Linked DNA regions of Gossypium hirsutum: regions 1 and 2 are each linked to region 3. A link is a contact called in public Hi-C data. All regions are on one chromosome and are shown on one strand. The core of a region is the stretch at or near the end of the contact, and the rest is flanking DNA. Distances in the headings are between cores, read along the strand shown. Region 1 holds the start of LOC107896896 (probable galacturonosyltransferase-like 1). Region 2 holds the start of LOC107896533 (NEDD8-conjugating enzyme Ubc12). Region 3 holds the start of LOC107896507 (calcium uniporter protein 2, mitochondrial).

Evidence for each region. Hi-C and Micro-C count contacts between places; a contact is called where the count stands out from the background.
Region 1: a Hi-C map of leaf shows a contact between it and region 3, with 3 times the contacts expected there. The contact joins the promoter of LOC107896896 here to the promoter of LOC107896507 in region 3. A contact is called at or near these places in 12 of 34 Hi-C or Micro-C datasets (anther, callus, leaf and 1 more).
Region 2: a contact with region 3 is called in a Hi-C map of leaf, with 2.6 times the contacts expected there. The contact joins the promoter of LOC107896533 here to the promoter of LOC107896507 in region 3. A contact is called at or near these places in 9 of 34 Hi-C or Micro-C datasets (callus, hypocotyl, leaf and 1 more).

What each region holds. Positions count from the first base shown.
Region 1 is chrA11:28,467,393-28,470,360 of Gossypium_hirsutum_v2.1, reverse strand. LOC107896896 (probable galacturonosyltransferase-like 1) reads right to left here and starts at 1,413. Exons shown (of 1, transcript XM_041081775.1): 1 at 1-1,413. The coding sequence starts at 1,214. The coding sequence ends at 159.
Region 2 is chrA11:28,146,054-28,149,250 of Gossypium_hirsutum_v2.1, reverse strand. It overlaps LOC107896533 (NEDD8-conjugating enzyme Ubc12), which reads left to right and starts at 1,638. Exons shown (of 6, transcript XM_016821727.2): 1 at 1,638-1,659; 2 at 2,209-2,322; 3 at 2,554-2,662; 4 at 2,851-2,929; 5 at 3,037-3,153. The coding sequence starts at 2,214.
Region 3 is chrA11:28,290,968-28,294,240 of Gossypium_hirsutum_v2.1, reverse strand. LOC107896507 (calcium uniporter protein 2, mitochondrial) reads right to left here and starts at 1,315. Exons shown (of 2, transcript XM_016821690.2): 1 at 511-1,315. The coding sequence starts at 1,092.

The DNA.
Region 1 (2,968 bases), core at 164-2,663, 180 kb before region 3:
TCCCCCCCAACATTTGCCACCATCTGCAAGAGAGAAACATCTTAATTTTACACTCAAATCTATGTTGTGTGTATGTTCTATGGCCTCATCCAACTAAAAATCTCAGGCCTAGATATGAAAACATAATCATATATAAAAATAATTAAGATACCAAAATTTTAGGACTCCAAGGCAAATGGTGTTTGCAGCAGATCATACGGAGCCCATAAAGCATCCAAAGGACAAGGTCTGTTTGCATCTAATCTCACCCATGGCTTCCCTTTCCCACTCCAATGCAGTAAGCTAACTGGACCAGGATGCAAATTTCTACACAATCCTCTATAGTTATCTCCTCCGAGGCCATGTTGGTTCCACCGGTGATCAACAGGAGCTATATTCCCTGCAAAGACAAGCAAAAACGGTGGCAAGGACCCTAACTCATAGATCCTTATTCTCTTTTGAAGCTCCATCCATTCTATAATCTTGGTAGTGTAATCTCCTTGTCGCCATCTTTGCAAATCTATCACCATTACCCCAGTGTTGAAATAACAGGCTTTGCGTCCGGCAAATGTTAGAGATAACGTTGGGTTTGACCAGAAGGTTGGGGTGAAGTAGGAAGTGAAGTTGGCGTTGCAATACTCCGGTGCAGCTAAAACCGAGCGGTCTCCGAGCGGCGTCGCGGCGAGTTTAGCAATGTCGTCGACGAGGACGAGGTCGGAGTCTAAGTAAACGACTCGGCTGAGACACGGTGGGAGGAGGTTGGCGAGGTAGTTGCGGGCATAGTTGAGAGGGCAGTCAAGCGCTGAGCGGATGGAGGTGGAAATGAGTCCTGACACCTTGGAGGAGTCGTATGGGTAGATTTGGAACTTGAGGGAAGGGAAAGAGCGGGAGATTGTGAGGCGGAGGTGGTGGTGGTTGGCGGTGGCGGAGGGGATGAAGTGGAAGCGGATGTTTTGAGGGCAAGAAGAGTGCTGGAGGGCGGAGAGAATGGCAGCCATTGACCCACGTAAGTAGGCAGCGTCTAGGGTCATTGCAACATGGACAGCTTGGTGGGAGCACATTTCATTGGTGTCCAAGGAAGGGCAAGCGGGAGAGTTGTAAAACTGTGGAGCTTCTTTGAATCTTTGATAATTAGTGGTAGTGGCGGAGGCAGGGGCAGAATTGGTGGCAGTGATGAGGAGGAAGAGGAGGAGAAGAAGGTGGTGTCGGTGGAGGTGATCATGTGGTTTAGGCATTTTGTTGGAGGGAATCCAAGAGGATATTGGAAATTAAGAAAGGGCTATAAAGTGTTTAGACTACGTTTATTAACCTTTTAAGAGTGGGGGCGGGGACGGATCCTTGGTTCCCACGGTGCCAAAAAAGGGGTGATGCAGCCACCCAAAGTAAAGGTTTTTGAAACAATTCAAACTCTCAAGTCTTCGGCTTCACATTTGCTTGTTGCAAAATTTTTTCCCTTTTTATAAAGAAAAAGATCGCATATTGAAAATGAAGCAACATATATTTAAATTTTAAATCTTAAAAATAATCATATGAATCTATTAAATTAATTAAAACCATATATTTACCTTCTTCTTTAATGCTCCTTGTATTGATTGACATAATTACAAAAATTGCAGTCAAGTCAGTTGGTGATTTATATGGTAGTAGGGTTTAATGAGTACAAATATGGTAGCAAATCAAGTCATTACGATATAGTTTCCGTTTTATGGTAAAATATGGAATGTCTTTCATTCAAGATTTCCTAATTAAACATGGTAAGGTTGGGAAAGAAAATACGTTAAAACTAGCTTTTTTACTGTATCTAGAACCCATAATGTCAACATTCTTTCTCCAATTTTCTTGGTTTTCATTCCTTTTCACCATATAAAAAAAAATAGACAAAAAGGGCAGATTGTAGTTAACTTGAATTTACAACGACGTATTATCAACGATCTAGTTGAGCCATCCGCGTCTAGAGAAAGCCCTAGCACAAGAGTTTTTGCCTTCAATCTAAGGATTTGCATGTTCAGCGTAACAAAAAAACAAAATATTAAAAAAAAAATAGTATTATTTTATTCTTTTGGTCTCTAATTTGATCCACATATTCCGTGAAAAATTAAATGCAGAAGCTTACCGGTGTCCTAAAGTTATTATCAAGGCAACGTCGTCCAGTCCAGGTGGCTGCAATATGTGGGTCCATAGAGTGCCACCTAAGCAAGTCATAGGTAATTATTAAAGACAAAACGGAAGTTCACTTTTGTTAGGAGATAGGGACATAGAAACCAAGAAATTGGTGGGAAATGCTTCTCTTAACTAAACATTTTGCCTTCCCTCTCACTCTCGCCTTATCTAACTTCTTCTTGTGTTCTGTCACGAGTATGTGACCTAACATGGGCTCCGACTTCCCATAATTACTAAAACCGTCCACTTCTATTTTATTCTTTTTTGAAAATTACATGCCCATATTCACCATGTTCCATAATAATATCTCCCTTTTTCCTGTATCATATAATATAATGTTATGAAAGCCATCGTTTGTCATATTCGCAAGAATCCAATAAGCCTTTCCAAGTGTTGATTATTATTTCATACATCTTTGATATTTTAAAGTATTATTGCAATTTAGAGAAAAAATGAGTTACACAAAACTTGTAACTTGATTTTCTTGGCCAACATAAAGCTTCTTACCTAATTGGCCTTAATTTATATTATATGCTTACAAGATTAATATGAAAAGGTAGGTAACACAATATATGGGCTAGCTACTTTCGAATTCCATTGTACTCAAATGAGTTAGTTGCCGTTAGTTATTAACACAAAGGATGTGAGTGGGACATGCATGGTTCCCTCTTTCATTAATAGAGTTTACACGAAGCAATTAATAAATTAATAAATAAATAAATAAACCGAAGGCAAAGCTTTGCATGTGCTACACATGACAAACCCCCTATTTCTCTCCACACGATGACCCCAGCCTTCTTAATTAAACACCCCTCTTCTTTATTCTTTG
Region 2 (3,197 bases), core at 389-2,888, 150 kb after region 3:
TATACATTTAAAAAAATAAATACATTAATTAATTTATTTATTAGATAAAAATAATTATTTGTGTATGCTGTATGTAAAAGTAAAATGTTTCTATATAGATGATTATATCATTAATTTGTGAAAACTGAATAAAAAAATTTTCATGTATAAAACTATGTAAAATAAAAATTTATGTAATATTATATATTTAATCAAAATTCATATATAATTTTGAGATTTATCTTTTAATTCTATTAAAATCAAATAAAAATACTAAATAATATTGTGTATTGACATAACAGTTGTTAAATTATTTTTTTTCACATAACACAAATTTAAGATATTACATGCCAATAACAAGACCGTTCCTATAAGTTTTTTTAGTATTTCTTTTATGCACTTTAATTTTTGAAGTTATTTTATGCATTCTTTATTTCCAAATTTAAGATATTAAATTTTTTTTAATTCTTAGCATTATATGGTTTATAATTTTATTTAAATTGATAAATATTCATATATTGTTTCAAATTAAATGCTAAAATTATGGTCATGGAATAGTCATTGTTTCCATATCATATTGATTTTATATATTTAAGTTAAATAATAATTAAAAATAAATGTAATTTTTTTTAATTTTTAAAAAATAAAAGAAAAACCATTAAAGTTTTTATATATAAATGACATGATTGATTGTATATGGTAATTTATTTCCTAAAATAGTACCCCTCAAGCTATCCTCTCATCCTTTATTTTTTTTCAAGACTTAATTAAAAAATTACCTTCTAAATTATATATGTGTTCACTTAAACCTTTTTTTTTGGTTAAATGTAGCATTTAAACTTAATTACTGTTACTCGATTAACCCTACGTAAACATTATTTGACTTTACCCATTTTTTTAGAATTGAAAGGAAAAAAAAGAAAAAGAAAATCTGAATATTAATATTAAAAAAAAAATTCTCTCCCCGTCCCTCTCTCAGCTCCCTACCACCAGTGGTCTCCCCTCCCCCCTCCTTTTCGTATCAAATTCTTCCCTTGGGCAAAACTTTATATCATGGAATTATTAGTAAACATGGGAAGGAATAGCAAAGGATCCAATCCAATATGGGAATGATGTTTTTCATGGTTTCATCGAGTTCAGGGGGGCTTGCTCTAACTCCCCTGGATATCTCAAGCTAGATTGTGACGCAGCCTTCAACTCTTAGGCTTTTAAAGCGAGCATCGCATAATAATTTATGATTTGATCACAGTGGCAAGTGATCTCCTCCTCGACAATCAAATTAGACAACAAAATTTAAAATGACACTTGGGATTGGATTGGTAAAAATACTTTGTATTCCCACTGATTCGCAATAAATGCAAGTGAATATTAAAAATATAGGTGAAATGTCGTTGAATTTTGAAGCACATTGGTTTGATTACAAATATAAGGCCGCAAAACTGCAGACGCTAGTTTTTCACCAAAGAAAAAAACAAAACAAGTGGGTCCATCCTCCACTCCAGCTTTCGTGTCATTTCCTTTCTCTCTCTTTCCTTTACTTTTCCTTCAGGCATCCATATCCTAAACCCCCTCCTTTTGTCCCTTCTCTTCATCAATTTCCCCTTAGTTTCTGCTTTTTTCTTTAAAACAATAAAGATCCCTTAGTTCCTTCTTTTCTTTCTTCGGCTTTTCCTCCAACAGGTTTGTTACAATATCATAAATCCAACACACTACCTTTTTTTTTCTTTTTTTCTCACTTGCTCTTTTAATCGGCGTTGATTACTTAAGTCTTTTGTTAGATTCATTTTCTCTTTTCTTTAACGATCTCTTCTATTTTTGCAACTAGTTGTATCATGAATTATGATCTGCTAGAATTAATTTCATTTTGAATCTCTTTTTGTTGTTCAAATTCTATTATTGCAAAGATGGGGAAAAAAAGAGGCACTTCTTTTGTTTTTTTAAGTAGTTTTAAATTAGTCTAGTTAAAATAACTTCGGATCAGGTAAATGAGTGGTCTTATTAAAAGAAAATGGATTCTGATCGTCAACAGCTCAAAAGTATGGAAATCGAGTTTGATAATAAAGGCTAGATTTTTCAGTTAGGGTTTGTTAAGAACAAATGTTTTTGTTTTAATGCTTTGGTTTTGAATCTTTAGATTCTGAATGGATATTGCTTTGCTGCGGTAACTGGAATTTGATGTTAAGGCTATGGAAATGAATGGGTTCACTTTAAATTTTAATATATATGTAGGAGTTATGATTCGGCTGTTTAAAGTAAAGGAAAAGCAGAGAGAACTTGCTGAAAATGCAAATGGGGGAGCTCCTACTAAAAAGCAAAGTCCAGGAGAGTTGCGTTTGCACAAAGGTTTGCTTCACATTTATAATGGATTGAGTTGTTTAAATTTCCTTTAGTTCTGTGATAGAGATCCATTATTTTTTATGATTTGGTGCTTTTGGTGTGTTACTGCTAATTTTCTTTAGCTTTACTGATCTATTCAACTATATGTTGTTCTAGCACTGAATCTATTGGCTCAAGCGCATCTGGTGTTTGATCCTAGTGTGATTCTCATGTTTTATTTTGTCTTTCTACGTGTAGATATTTCTGAGCTTAACCTACCCAAATCTTGTGCTATAACATTTCCAAATGGAAAGGATAACCTGATGAATTTTGAGGTTTCAATTCGCCCCGATGAAGGATATTATTTGTAAGGAATTTCTTTCATGCCTCTTATTTTAACACAAGTTTTCTTTTGCTCTCTAGCACAAATTTTTTGGTTAAAGTTTTTGTTTATTGGAGAAGACATGACATGCTTATAAGAGTTTTTTTACGTTCATCTTCTTATATTAATAATGCTATAACAAGTATAAAACTGATTGGCTGCTGCTGTTTCAGCGGTGGCACATTTTTATTCTCCTTTCAAGTTTCTCCCGTCTATCCACATGAGGCACCCAAAGTTAAGTGCAAGACCAAGGTAGACTGGCTTACCTTATTTATATGTTTGTTTTCTAAATTCATGCTGTGGTCTCGCATGCTTTTGGTTATAACCCGGCTTGTATCATGTTGCACTCGAATATCCAGGTCTACCATCCAAATATTGATTTGGAAGGAAATGTTTGCCTTAACATCTTACGTGAAGATTGGAAACCGGTGCTCAATATAAACACTATAATCTATGGTTTATATCATCTTTTCACGGTAATGCCTAATATATTTATAGCCATAATTCAGTGGATTTGCTG
Region 3 (3,273 bases), core at 66-2,565:
AATTCGTTGCCCATTAAAACATAACTCCCATCATCACCCCTCGCCCTCTACCAACTCAAAAGTTGGAGAATATGCATGCAAAACAAAATGTAGAAACATCCAAGGGCTTTATTTATAAAAGCCCAGGAGATTAACTGTGAAAAAAAAGTTGTGATATTTGTGGTCATACTGTAGAAACATCCGAGGGATTTATTTATAAAAAATTTGGGTCCTTCAGTTCAATTCTCAGAAACCATCTCAAATGTGATACGTTTTTAGAGACCTGTAGTAAAAAAAAAATCCTGTTGAAATTAGCAGAAAAAGAAACCCAGAAAATCAGTTTTCGGTAGCTTCTAATGCTAATAATAAGTGAATTGAATTCGGGACCTACTTTTCATCACCATCACCATAAGCATGTAATTTTAATGTATACATATATGCTATCGTTGTAAGCCAAAACATAAATAAGATCTTATCTGCTTTCAATATAAAATTTCAAGAGATAATAAATAGACAAAAAAATTTATCTACCTGTTCCGATCGTAAAACGACGATGTTTCCTAATACGACGACGGTTCCTGATTCATCTAGCAATTTCGCAAACTGCAATCCTTGTTCATGATCCGAACAACTTTCTCCGCAAATCCGAAGAAAGTCGGAATAAGAAATCCAGATTTTCCCTGTCTCTCTCAGCTTCGTTTTCACCACTTCCAACTGCGCCACCTTTAACAACTTCTTCGCTTCCCGAACGGACAGTGCAGGCAGCTCCGAAACCGCCGATTTCGCCTCCAAGTGCGAGCTCAACCCGTCTAACCGGATGCGATCCCTGGACACATCGATTTCCCTTAATCTCTCCATTAAATTCTCCCCCATCGGTAACTTCCTCATCGCCGGTGAAGCCATAGATCCTTTATGAAGAAACCGCCTGAACATGCCATGGCCGTTACCCTTAGCATCTACTGGATCCACCGTCATACCGGTTGCTGCTTTCCCCGTTTTTCTTGCGATCCGCTTCTGAACCGTCGGTGAGGAAATCCGGCAGTTAGTAACAGCTTGCGAAGAAATTTTCGAAATATTAAAAAGCTTCTCTGCCAAGGTTTTCCTCAACGCCATTGCTAGAAATTAAAGAAGCTAACTAATTATCAAAAAGTTGTTGTTGTTGTTGTTTTTTTTTTTTTCTGGGGTGGGGGGGATAGAGTTTAGAAGATTTGAAAGCTTTGCTCGCTTGGTGTTGGCACAATCAATGAAGGTTTTGGCCCGTTTTATAGGGTCCAACAATGGAGGAAGATAAACAGAAAAATAGAAATTTACAAAAAAAGAATGAAAATAACGCGAGAATTTGAGAGATTTGAAAACATACTTCGCACTTTAGATTACTCCCTGCCTTACATTTTCGAGCATGCTTATAGGATCATCTCGTTAGGGGCGATTCTTTTCAATTTATCGGAACGAGAAATTGGAGAACCGATTTCACGAGAGGAAATATCGAAGAGCATGAGCTAATCACACTACACGTGGAGGGTTGAGCTTGAACTACAAATGACCTTTTGAACCGTCAGATCATATGAAAATTTATCATTCGCGCCTTACCTGATGTTGACTTTCATTTTGTAATTCATAAATACTGATTTGTTGAACACGTGTAACATTATTAGCGGAAGAAATCTAGAAGGTGAGAATAAATAGAAGGGTTTGGATTACATGGGAAAATTTCTGTGTGTTTGACGGCAGCTAAGACAGAAGTGGAAAGCAAATCAAGTTTCCTTTTTGGGGTTGGATGGATGAATATAAACGTTCACACAAACGTGTCGCCACATATATTTTGGTATTTATGTAATAAACAAAATCTTTAAAGTTGTTTGCGTTCACGATAAATCCTCAACATTTTATTTTATTTTTCTTTGGGTGACAAAAATTTCGTCAAGGAGTTGATATAACGATTGCCACCTGGTGGCTGTAAGATAATAATAATAAAAAAAAAACAGTATCACAGTCAAAGCATTTGAGGAGTTAATAAAATATGAAAAAGATTTGATGGTTAAAACAAATTTGAAATATTCGTTTTTTATTCACTTTATAATCCCTTAATTATTGAACATTTTAACATAATTATAGCTCACGACTAATTCTAACTCAAATCCTCCCAAGCATTTGTAATCCGACCATATTCTTTTGGTTTTATTGTGGGGAGAAACATATATTCAACCATTCCAAATTGATTCAATATTTACATATCAGTTCTAAAGTGGCTAAATTTATTTTGATCTAAATTTAAAAATGTTAACTTAAATCATTTTAATAACGATTAATGCTAATGATAATAATTTAGATGTACAAAACAATATTATTTGAAACTAAAATAATAATGAATGTGACAAAATTATTTTCCTTATCCATCAAATGAAGCTTAAGTAATGTAAATGTTTCAAGACAGCTTCATGAATATATGTTATTTATTTAAGGATAAAGAAGAAATATAGGAAGGTGATGTGGTGCTTAGATTTTCTTTTTGTTGTTCTTCGAATGCTGGGGTTTAGATTAGATCCATAACCAAATTTGATTCTAGATTCAACACTTATTTTAAAAGATAACATAAAATAAAAAAGAATTTAATCACATGATTAATGTTTTCATCTTAAAAAATACATCTAATTTTCTGCATAATTTAAGATAATATATTAAAACTTTATTTTATATTAATATTAACCTATCAACTTAACCAGATAACTCCTAAATAAGTAGTTGGATCACAATGTTTAAAAGTTTTCTTCAACAATATTTTAAGCAAATCCAACTGATTATAAAAATTATTTTAGGGCACATTTATGAATAAATTAATAAAGTTTAATTTGGTTGAAATTACGGTTTTAGGGATTTTGATATCTTTTTTCTAAGATTGTTATTCTACACGCTGTGAATTTTATTTTTTTTAACTTTCTATGGGTATAATATTAAGAAAAAGAATTAATGGATTGACAGATGTTACTTTTTTTAATACAACTTTTGGAGTTCAAAATATTTTATTATTAGTGTACCAAATGATTTTTATGATTATTATTTATTATTGCTGTCATTCAACTTAATTAGAAAATACATAAAAATCAAATTATATAATAAATATATATTTAATATTTTTTTCATAATTTAATTGTTAACCAAAAAAATAAAATTATCTAGGCACTTGCCAGCCATTAAAATGGGAAAAATAATTTTTATATTTTTATAAAATTATAAATTAATAAATAATGAAATTAATTCTTTAAAAATTATAAAGACATAAATTAATGCAATTAT